Regions from separate parts of the Mus musculus genome. Here region 1 is linked to region 2. Evidence: chromatin contacts called from public Micro-C data. All regions are on one chromosome and are shown on one strand. The core of a region is the stretch at or near the end of the contact, and the rest is flanking DNA. Distances in the headings are between cores, read along the strand shown. Region 1 holds the start of Tafa2 (TAFA chemokine like family member 2). Region 2 overlaps Mon2 (MON2 homolog, regulator of endosome to Golgi trafficking).

The links. A called contact is a pair of places that touch in the nucleus more often than the background predicts.
Region 1: a Micro-C map of embryonic stem cells shows a contact between it and region 2, with 2.5 times the contacts expected there. The contact joins the promoter of Tafa2 here to the enhancer-like site in region 2. A contact is called at or near these places in 2 of 39 promoter capture datasets (the HPC-7 cell line and embryonic stem cells), 4 of 484 Hi-C or Micro-C datasets (the HPC-7 cell line and embryonic stem cells) and 1 of 9 other capture datasets (pancreatic islet).

Annotation. Positions count from the first base shown.
Region 1 is chr10:123,260,670-123,266,425 of GRCm38.p6, reverse strand. It overlaps Tafa2 (TAFA chemokine like family member 2), which reads right to left and starts at 2,350. Exons shown (of 5, transcript NM_001252387.1): 1 at 885-2,350.
Region 2 is chr10:123,011,207-123,016,846 of GRCm38.p6, reverse strand. It overlaps Mon2 (MON2 homolog, regulator of endosome to Golgi trafficking), which reads left to right. Exons shown (of 36, transcript NM_001163024.1): 25 at 291-584; 26 at 1,708-1,906; 27 at 2,857-3,479. Among named protein-coding and RNA genes, the nearest start is that of Mirlet7i, 28 kb to the right of the region's middle. Within about 2 kb of position 3,291, at least 39 of the 459 cell types and tissues checked have an H3K27ac peak or open chromatin away from gene starts, as enhancers often do. A contact at or near this core is called in embryonic stem cells, where this site is marked.

The DNA.
Region 1 (5,756 bases), core at 1,101-3,600, 250 kb before region 2:
CTAGCCTCTTAGAAGGAGGAATGGACAGCAAAGCAGGTGGGCAGAAAAAGATCTGTGCTACTGGCAAGATGTGGAAGTCATCTACCCGGAAAGAAATGACAAGCCATTAGTCGTGGCCCCCACCCCCACACCCCGAACTGTGCTCTCCCCCACACCCCCCGCCAACGCTGTTTATTAAACGATACTTTAGGAAAGCTCCCTTGAAGTACCCTTTACAGAAAGCAGTTTCCTTCGGTAATACCGAGACTGTTCCCAGAGCTAAATAAACCTTTAAGCGGGTGAGGCCCCGGAACTTATGAATGTGATTCTTTGTGGAAATAGTTAGAGGTGGACGAGTCAATATTCTCCTGGAAACGCCCACCCTCTGCAGACAGGCCTGGGAATTAACTAGTCAGAAGTGGACAGAAAGTAGACATTCCAGATGCGAGAGCTTCCCGTGGACCATCACCCCTCACTGATTTCTCCCTTGACTGCGACCCCCCCCCCCAACTGCTTATGAAAAGTGTCAGATGCCCACCAGCCAGGACTGGTGAGGGATCCATTTGAACCCCATTTCGGTCCTCGCCTGGGTCTCTCGCCTTCTGAAATAAGATGGACCCTGCTCCCCAAGCCTCCTGCCATGGCTCTGTCCCCCTCCGGGCGTCCCTCTTCCCCGCCCCTATCCTCGCCGTCTGCCGGGAGGGGAGGGGGCAGGAGGATGCCGACTGCGGGACCACAGCTACCCTCATCTTGGCCTCCTGGGACGAGCCGGTTTCTGCCCCCGGGCCCAGTTGATAGTCAAGGGAAGAGACAGTACTGGTGAGGGCTGTGGAGGCGCGCAGACCTCGCGCGGCCACTGTGGTCCCCAAAGCCCGAAGGCCCCCGAAGGCGCGGCTCGCACCTACCTGCAGCCGGGCGTCCCGGGGGCGGCAGCACCTAGCGATGGTCCGGTAGCTTCCGCGGGCCGACGCCAGCCTCACCGCTCCTGCATCGCTTCCGAGATGCCGGTCCGCTGGCACCATCCAGGGGCATAGGGACCTCAAGTCCGCCGGTGTGTGTTCGCAGAGGGCGAGCGAGTGTGAGTGCTGCCTCCTCCGAAGGCTAAAGGGGGGCTCGGCAGCGTCTTCACCTACAAGCTGGGGTCCCCCTTCCCCGAAGCAAAAGGAAGGTGCAGCGCGCGAGGTCGGTCCCCGGGCTCTGCTCTTTATCCCACAGTGTCAAAGTAATCGGAAGGGTCGTCGACCGAGGGGGAGAGCCAAAGTCTCCGCAGCCCCCGGCGGCGCCCGCGGTCGCCCGCTGTCCCCGGCGATGCGCTGCGCGCGGTGGTGCGCTCGGCTCCCGCGACTGCGAGGATCCAGGCGGGCTCCAGCCACCGCCGCTCTTATTCCATCTCCGGTTTGTTTGCTTTGAGCGGCGAGCGAGGACTTTTCCTCTCGCCCCGCGTCGGCTCTCCCTTGCACACAAACGCGCGCGCTCACACGTTCCCCCTCTCCCGCCCTCCCCCGGGTTCTCTAGGGAAAGGCAATTGGACGCGGTGATTCACCTTCAGCAGAGCAGCCTCCGCCGCCGAGCACACTCCTCGAGTTCCCCGGCTCTCCCAGGTCTGCAGGCTCCCGGTGTGGAGCGGTTCTGAGCAGGCTCGCGGGCTGTGCGCTCGGCCGGCGTCCTCCCCGGGAGACGCCTGCGTTCCCGCAGCTCGCACTCGGGTCCCGCGGGTGCCCTCTCGGACACCTGGGCGCCGTCGAGTCGCGTCCACTTAGCAGCAACTCCCGGCCAGCTGCAGCCCCTCGATCGCGCCTCCAAGTGCAGCCGGTAGAGCTCCTCGCATCCCACCCGCCGCCACTCTCCGCATCGTGTGCTCCAAGGGAGGGAACCCCTCTGCTGTCCCCCCAAGTCACGAGCGCGCCGGCACCTTCACCACCTTGGAGGTGCGAGTTCCAGCAGCAGACACAAGCGAGCAGGTGTCGCCTGTGTCACTTCGCCAAAGGCGGGAGTGAGAAAGAACGGAACAAGGGGAGGGGCCCGAGGAAACAAATCCAGATCACCAGAAGAAAAAAAAAAAAAAAGCCAAAAAATAAAATAAAATAAAATAATTTTAAAAAGCAATCAAAGCTTCTCCCTCTCTGAGTCCCACCACAAGCTCTGTACTGTTAAAATACACTAAAGATAATGTTCGAAAGTCACCCCAACGGGCAGAGCCCTGCTAGTCCACCCTAGACCCCTGTTCCACTCAGCGGGCTGGCCGTTGGGAGCGACTGGCCCCACTGTACAAAGCACAGAGAAGGCAGGCAAAGATGGGTTCTGACACTCCAGGCTGAGTTAAGCAGTAAAATGGGACGGCTGGACCGGGAGGCTTTGACTCCCTCTGTCTCCCTCCCAATTCTGTCAGCAGTGGCTGCAGATGCTGAGAGCAAACCACCTTCCTGCAGAAAGAAAAAAAAAAAAAAAAAAGTATAAGACAGCAAACGTTGCAAATGCTGGACTATGTCTCCCTCTAGCGGTAAATCTGGATTAGAACGCTTTGCCGGCTGTCACGGAGACTCATAATTTTTCTTCCAAAAAAATAAACAAGAATTTTCTTACACTATCCGATTTAAGAGGATTTTGAATTTCTACAACTAACAAATTCTGACAGAGTCAAAGTTAAGGGGGTTTTAACACAATCCCATGATAGCATATTCATTGCTAAAGGAATATCCTAACTTTACAGAGATTTCAGAGACAGATCCTAGAAGGTCATGTCCTTAAGGTTTGGCCAAATTGGGTCCTGGTTTAAGCGGTGTACATAAGATCTTCCAAGAAAGGACTTCTTAGACTCAGCTCATTTTGATCGTGCTTATGAATGAGAAAACATTTAAGCTAGTGGTTAGGATAGTACGAAAAATGAGTAAGACTTAGACACAATGAGAGAAAATGTCGACTCTGGAACGCTTACTCAGGGATCTTGTCTGTAACTGACTCCTCTCTCGTTCCACTAGGTTAATTTTTCAAACTAGCTAAATTCTCCCCAGGTCTAAGTAGTTGTGTTTCCCCAGCCCTGAGTCATTGAAAGATTAGCATAATTCTTTCCACCATCTATAAACTACCACTTATTACCATAGTTACTAAGAACTAAGGAATATGTTTTAGCTGGTGATTTTATGGTAACATAATTTAGCCTTATTTTCTATCTAAAGGGTTTTATGTAGTTGATTTGGGAGGGCTATTTTAACAAAGCATTCCTGCAAATTTTATTAAAAAGATTTGTTACGTCAGACACAACTAAGCTAGGCACACCTGTAACTTTGCTGTTTAGAGTTTGTGAACATTGTCATTTAGTGGGAGGTGTGCCTTAGGCATTTGTGTGCTTTTAAATAGAAAATATGTATCAAGGTCATGATTAAACAGTTTTCTATTCATTTTGAATTTTTTATTTATTCTTTTCTAACTTGATCATTGTACTTAGTCTACTCTTTAAAAAAGGCAATAATTTACTTTTTCAATTGGGAGTAACTGAAGCAATTTCAAATAAAAATCCAAAACAAAATAATATAGGGTTTTGAATTTTAATCGATTGTATCTGGTAGGTTTGTGAGACTCCGGGGCATGGCAATCATTGTGCACAACATATCTTCAAATGACCTCTTTCAAAAGACCAGTGTCTCGTATGATTAAAGACTTTTATTTTATCACAATTACATGGTAACTCATTTCCTGGGGGAACAAGGTTTTTTGTTGTTGTTTTTTTTTTCTTTTTAAATAACCTGGCACTGTTTCATTGCAAATCTTACTGTAATTTTCTGTCTGTTGATCAGCCATAGATTTCAAGCAAGAATGACATTAAAACCTGTATTCTTCACTATAAGGAAAAAATCATTTCAACATAACTTCAAAACCCTGGCCTTCCCCCATCATCTTTCTCGTGTCTAATTCTTAAGGGTCTTTATGGTTTCATGAAAGCCTATCAATTTATCTTATTATTTCTGCTGCTAAAATGTGGGGCATTTAAATCTTATTTTTTACAATTTAATCCACTGTATTTGTACAAGCACATTAAAAAGTTAGTAAAGGGAATAACTGTGTGATTACAAAATAAAACGGACCTTCCCCATCCACAGATCCTCACCCAACACCTAATGATGCTGAAATTCCCTAATGCCTTTGTGTTCTCTGTTTAATCTCCAGGCAAATGAATCCAAATAACTCAGATGGAGGTGTGGAAATCAGGACTCTCGGGACTCTGAAACAAAATACTTTGCATTCCTTCCAAAACACACACACACACACACAAATCAAAATGATAAACACTCATCCGCCTTAGCAGAACCCTGGAGTTGATAACCTGCCATCTGGTTAACCTTTCTGCCTCCTCAAAACTCTACTACATTTTTTTAAATGAATATACATTTTTTAAAATACTTATTTAACTGGACTGCAAGTTCATCACAACTCAGTGCGTTCTGAGAACTTGCAACAAGCATTACTTTTGCAAACTTTCTTCTCTCTGCCTTGAAAACTATTCTACTGAGGTACACCTGGCTGCAGTTAGCTGTCCATACTACAGATTTGATAAGTCAAATCATGTGGTGTGTCTTTCCCCCCCCCGCCAGCGTCTCCCTCCACCCACCCCCACCCCCACCAGCATCGTTCTAACAGAATAATTACCCTGAGATCTCTCCCTGATACTGCAGCCACGGGTCGCACCTTCCTTATTTCTCCATAGTTAACACTAAACATTATTTGACATGCACCTCTTGTGTTATTTCTGAGTTGAGCATGAGGGAATCTTTCAGTTCTCATAAGTAAATATCTAGGAATAGAAAGGCTTGTCTTATGGTTGGGTGTATTTAAGAACAGACGTGGTTTGAGGTATTTTATACGGCACTACACATTCCCCTCAGCCGTAGTAGAGATTTTAGAGGCACTTTAAGTCTCTAGTAGAAGGTTTATAGGTTATCTCAACCCCTCATCTCAAATCCTCACAACATCCAATAAAACAGATGAGCTGAACCAATTTCGCCTGTGAATGAAATGAGCCGGTGGAGGGATTCAAACCAGGCCTGCCAAATCAGAAGCCAGCCGTCAACTTTGCTTTTTACGTTTTTTTATTCACAGTCTCTCAGCAGTGTCCCATCCCCCCAAACTTGAAAACGTTCCGTCTCCTGTGTTACAAGGACAGTGAAATTATCAGGACCCAGGATTCTGAAATGTCACTAACAAAACGTGTATAAGACTGCAGAGACGTTACTAAGAAGAAAGGGGTGGGAGGAGACGCAGCGCTGGTTCCCTGCGTTTGTTCGTCCAGGAATCATAATATTTAAGAGAATGAATACAATTCGGGTTCCCTGCGAACTCATAAAGAGAGCGGCACACGGTCCGTTCACCTCCACCTGCCTACCTTTTTTTGTTTCCATTGTCCCAAGCCATTCCCATCATCTCTAACTTTTATCCCAAGCCATTCCCATCGTCTCTGAGGAAGCCCCATGAGTACCAACCCCAGGCCTTGCACATCCCCAGCAAGTCCTTTATCTCTGAGCCACGTTCTCCATACTTATTTTTTCCATCGTATTCTAGCAAAATACGGTGCTAGCCAAGTTGCCCGGGATAAAGCCCCGGCAAGCTTTAGATAGGATGTTTCCCCATCCTCTCTAGTGTCCGTACTACTATGGACCACTACACTCAACTCAACTTCTGGGGGTTGAGAGAATTTTTCCACTGGCAGGGGTGAGGAGCAGTCTCAAGGCTAGCCTTGAACTCCCAGAGAGCCACATGCCCAGGCCTTCTCCGTGCTGGGATTA
Region 2 (5,640 bases), core at 2,042-4,541:
AGATCTTAATGTATATCGTATAGCTAAGAATTATAATGACAAAAAAGAATTCTAATGACTAGATGCTATATATATATCAACACATTGAAATTAATGATTTCTTTCTACTTACACTTGAAGTTTTCATAATAAAAAGTACAGGACAATGAAAGTTAGTGATAAGGCAAAATAATTCGCCACCTTTTCTTTAAATTAGAGGCGCTGATGAGGGAAATGCTTGTATTGAATCTCTTCTGAAGCTTAGAACAAAATTCGTGAATAAAATTATATTTCTATACTTTTCTTTTTAGTGGAATATATCAGATTATTTTTTCCAAAGAGGGGAAACGATTGAAAAAGAATTAAATAAAGAAGAGGCAGCTCAGCAGAAGCAGGCCGAGGAGAAAGGAGTGTCTCTGAACCGGCCGTTCCACCCCGCGCCACCGTTCGACTGCTTGTGGCTCTGCCTCTATGCCAAGCTGGGGGAGCTTTGTGTGGACCCCCGCCCTGCCGTGAGGAAGAGCGCAGGGCAGACCCTGTTCTCCACGATCGGAGCGCACGGGACCCTGCTGCAGCACTCCACCTGGCACACCGTTATTTGGAAGGTACTGGGGACGGTGGGGCTGCTCGTTTTCCGCTTTCAGTCACATGTGTACACTTTCTAAACAGTCATTCCTAGGCGCTTGTTTATTTTATGTATATGAGTACACTGTAGCTGTTTTCAGACACACCAGAAGAGGGCATCAGATTCCATTACAGATGGCTGTGAGCCACCATGTGGTTGCTGGGAACTGAACTCAGGACCTCTGGAAGAGCAGTCAGTGCTCCTAACCACTGAGCCATCTCACCAGCCCAAACAAATAAATTTTTAAAGATTGATTTTCATTATTTTTACTGTGTGTGTGTGTGTATATGCATGTGGACGCATGAGTGTGTGTGTGTGTGTGTGTGTGTGTGTGTGTGTGTGTGTGTGAGAGAGAGAGAGAGAGAGAGAGAGAGAGAGATGCACACAAGAGCAGAGGTACCCACAGAAGCTAGACGTTTTTAATCTCCATTCACTAGTCCATTCTCTTTCTCCCTGAGAGGGTCACTAGTTCCTTAATGCTGCAAGTAAAACCACCACCACAGTTACCACTGCTTCAACTTCCTGCTTTTCCTCCTCCTCTTCCTCCTCCGATTTCTCTTTCCTCTCCTATACTCAACTGTCCTTCTTTCCTTCTTTCTCTTTTTGTGTCTGTGCTGGGTCTTGAACCCAGGACCTTGTGCCTAAACTATTAGTTCATCTGTCTGTGACATTTTCTATTTCGTAAACATATCTACTCTGTTCAGTGCTCCTCCCCCATTTGTTCTTATTTTCCTTTAAGTGTAAAAACTCTCCAAGTTGTAACTAAGTTTTGCTTGTTGGTTGGTTTTCTCAACACCTCATTTGGTCCTGAGGTCTGGACATCCCGTGGTAATCCGTTCTGCCTGGATTCTTGTCTCAGGTATAATCGCAGAGATGTTTCCACTGATAACAAGTCCTGGCTGTGCGCTATCTGTTAGTTTACTTTTCTAATTCCGTGAACTTAAGGATAAGTTTAAGAATACACAGTTGCCTTTTCTAGTCAATTCCTCTAATTTATGTGGATTAATAAAACTGTTACATATTTTTATAACTTTTATTTTCTATTGCTATATCTTAAGCTAACTCATCAATATTTTTATATGATTTTTAAAATAAATATTTAGGTACTCTTTCATCTACTGGACCGAGTTCGAGAATCTTCTACAACTGCAGACAAAGAAAAGATTGAGTCTGGAGGTGGAAATATTTTAATTCATCACTCAAGAGACACGGCAGAGAAGCAGTGGGCTGAGACCTGGGTATTGACATTGGCTGGAGTAGCACGGATCTTCAACACCAGGAGATACTTGCTGCAGCCTCTAGGTGTGCAATATTGTCTTTCTCTGCTTATACAACTAATCTGTGTTAAAGGAAAGTTGGAACACACTTAGGAAACTCTTTGGGAATTGATATATTGTACTAGAATAGTCAGCAGTCTTAACTGTAGGCCTTACTTGATGTGGTGTACATGCTCGTTTCATCGAGGGGAAGAACCTGCCCTGGACGCACCTTTCAGAGTCCAGTGGTGAAGAGACACACACACACACGGCTGGACTTGAGAGAAGAGCCGTGATTATGCCCTTAAGCCCACAGTGACTGCATCATGTGGTTTCCACAGTGACTGCATCATGTGGTTGCTGGGAATGAAGGTTGCTCGCTAGGGTTGGCCTTGCACTCCGGCCTAAAGTTTTATTATTATATCTAAGTACACTGTAGCTGTCTTCAGATGCACCAGAAGAGGGCGTCAGATATCATTAAGGATGGTTGTGAGCCATCATGTGGTTGCTGGGGTTTGAACTCAGGACCTTAGGAAGGGCAGTCAGTGATCTTAACCACTGAGCCATCTCTCCAACCCGGGATGTGGTATTTTTAATTATCATATTTATTATGTATGGGAGGGCATGTGTGGGCATTCTGCCTCGCATGAGTGGTGGAAGTGGAGGTTGGCTTGAGGGAATTGGGAAGCCACACTGTGTAGCTGTCCTGACTGCACCTGATGTCTCACTGTAGGAGTGTCTGGATTGTAGAGGCAGGCTACCCATCAGGCATTGTGGTTCTGTGGATGAGGCTCAGTTGTGAGTCTTGTGTGGCAAGTGCCTTCTGCTCAGCCATTGTGCCAGCCCATGGGTCATAGTTTTAGTATGTTAGTTCCTAATTTTATTCTTTTGACTTCTATGTCAATGTAAGCAGAAGATAAAGCAACTATGCTTCAAAGTATCTGAGAGGATTTGCTCATTGAATACTAATTGACTCCCCCCCCTTCATTGATACAGGAGACTTCTCAAGAGCTTGGGATGTTCTTCTTGACCACATCCAGTCAGCTGCACTCAGTAAAAACAATGAAGTGTCCCTGGCCGCTCTGAAAAGCTTCCAGGAGATATTACAGATTGTGTCCCCTGTCCGAGACTCAGAGAAGCCCGAGCCCCCTGCCGTTAGCGTGCCCGTACCCGTCCTTCTAGGAAACCTTTCCGGCCCAGGCCTGAGCAGGCCGTTTGTGAGGACAGACTCCATTGGAGAAAAGCTTGGCAGATGCGGCTCGGAGACGCCTGTGGTGACTGACGAGCTGGAAGATCTGAAGCTCTGGTGGGCTGCCTGGAACACCTGGCACAGGACTGGATCTGAAAGCACAGAGCCGCCCAGCTCCGTCGATGAGCTGACCTTTATCCCCAGCCAGCCTTTCCTTACAGCCTTAGTTCAGATCTTCCCTGCCCTCTACCAGCACATAAAAGCTGGCTTCAGCATGGCCGACTTGCAGAAGCTGGGCGTCATCCTGCACAGCGCTGTCTCTGTCCCCATCAGTTCTGACGCCTCTCCTTTCATCCTTCCGTCTTACACGGAAGCAGTCCTGACAAGTTTACAGGAAGCTGTGCTTACGGCCTTAGACGTTCTCCAGAAGGTAATGTGATTTCAGTGCTTGCCTAAAAGCTGTAAGGAATAGGATTCTTTGGATTTTTATTTTATTGTTTTGTGGTAAATTTCAGAAGATAAATTTAGGACTTTCTGAGATTGCTATGTATGTACACTTTGGGATAAATTTAAGATTGTCAAGATTTTTAAAACTTATTCTTGAGATAGTTAAAAAAGTAACTCAGGTCTGTTTTGAGTTGTTAAGAAGCTGCTTGTCGGGCGGTGGTGGTGCACGCCTTTAATCCCAGCACTCGGGAGGCAGAGGCAGATGGATTTCTGAGTTCGAGGCCAGCCTGGTCTACAAAGTGAGTTCCAGGACAGCCAGGGCTACACAGAGAAACCCTGTCTCAAAAAACCAAAAAAAAAAAAAAAAAAAAAAAAAAGTAAAATGCCTTCATGGGCTGGAGAGATGGCTCAGCGGTTAAGATCACCAACTGCTCTTCCAAAGTCCTGAGTTCAAATCCCAGCAACCACATGGTGGCTCACAACCATCTGTAATGAGATCTGACGCCCTTTTCTGGTGCATCTGAAGGCAGCTACAGTGTACTTAGGTAAAATAATAATAAATAGATCTTAAAAGAAAGAGAGAAAGAAAGGAAGGAAGGAAGAAAGAAAAGAAAGAGAAAGAAAGAAAGAAAGAAAGAAAGAAAGAAAGAAAGAAAGGAAGGAAGGAAAAAGAAAGAAAGAAAGAAAGAAAGGAAGGAAGGAAGGAAGGAAGGAAGGAAGAAAAGAAGCTGCTTGTGGCCGCTACCTCGCTACCTCTAGTCAAAGTTAATTCTGAACTGTGGGTAGCCTATGCCAAGACACAAGGGTGAGCTGGAAAAAGTGGCTTTCTTACTGCAGATTTAAATTCTGTATTTTTAGCTGTGTGTCTTGTTTTTTTACAACAAATCAATAAATAGATATGAAAAATAGTGAATAAATCCAGACTGGGAAGCAAGACCATATCAAAATAAAAGCATTTTTTTAGATTATCCAGGAAATTGCTACCTCAGTTCATAACAATCAAGATCCTAAACAAGGGCTAACAGGATGGCTAAGCAGGTAAAGGAGCTTGCCGCCAAGCCGTATTATGGTCCCTAGGACCCACATGGCAGGAGAACTTCCAAAAGTTGTGCCCTCCACACACATTACAAGGTATGAACATATACATGTATAAATGTGCTAAGAAAAAGAAGAAAAGAAAAGTTATATTCCCAGCACTTGGAAATCTGCTACAGGAAGGTTTGCATGAAGTTTGAACCCACCCTTGATTACAATGTGAGACTATGTCAGGAAGCAAACATTAACAGAAAAGGCCAACTCAGTAATCAGCCAAGACGTGAGAGAGTCATGGTCTGTCATCAAGGCTCATTTGTAAGGAGACAGTCCTACTCTCTAGTCCTGGCTCCTTTATTCCCTGGACATGACCACAGCACCCCTACACTGCCCTGAAGGCAGGCAGACTAAGCAATAGTCTTTATCTATTTAACCATAGTTCCATTGTTCAGGAAACAAATTGTGACTAAGATGAGAAATTAACACAATCTGACATTCAATACTGTTTGAGGGACATGAATTTCTATGACTCAAAGTAAGTTTGTAGTTCATCATCCTTGTGTTAGGATTTTATTGCTGTGAATGGACAGCATGACCAAGACAACTCATATTAAGGACATCATTTAGTTGGACCTGGTTCATAGATGTTCACTCCATTGTCATCCAGGCAGGATGTATGGCAGCTTACAGGCAGGCATCACAGGAGTACTCTACATCTTGATCCACAGGCAGCCAGGAGGAGACTGCCATCCACGCTGGCCTAACTTGAGATACATATGACACCTCAAAGCCCTCTTTCCACAGTGACACACTTCCTCCAACAAGGCCACACCTCCTAATAGTGCTACTCATGGGCCAAGCATTCAAACACATGAGTGTGTGGGGACCAAGCCTATTCAGACCACAGTACTTTCCCTCTGACTAGATCACACAGCTACATTGCTTATGCCTTTCCCTGAAGTGAATGAAAAAGGGTTTCTATCAGAAAAATGTTGTCATTTGGAGAATTCCCAAATTCTTGGACTCCCTTAACTGCACATTCAGGGCTGTTATATATGCATAGAAGGTAATAAAAAACAGCACACACCCTTTAAATTCAAGGAAAACCATGA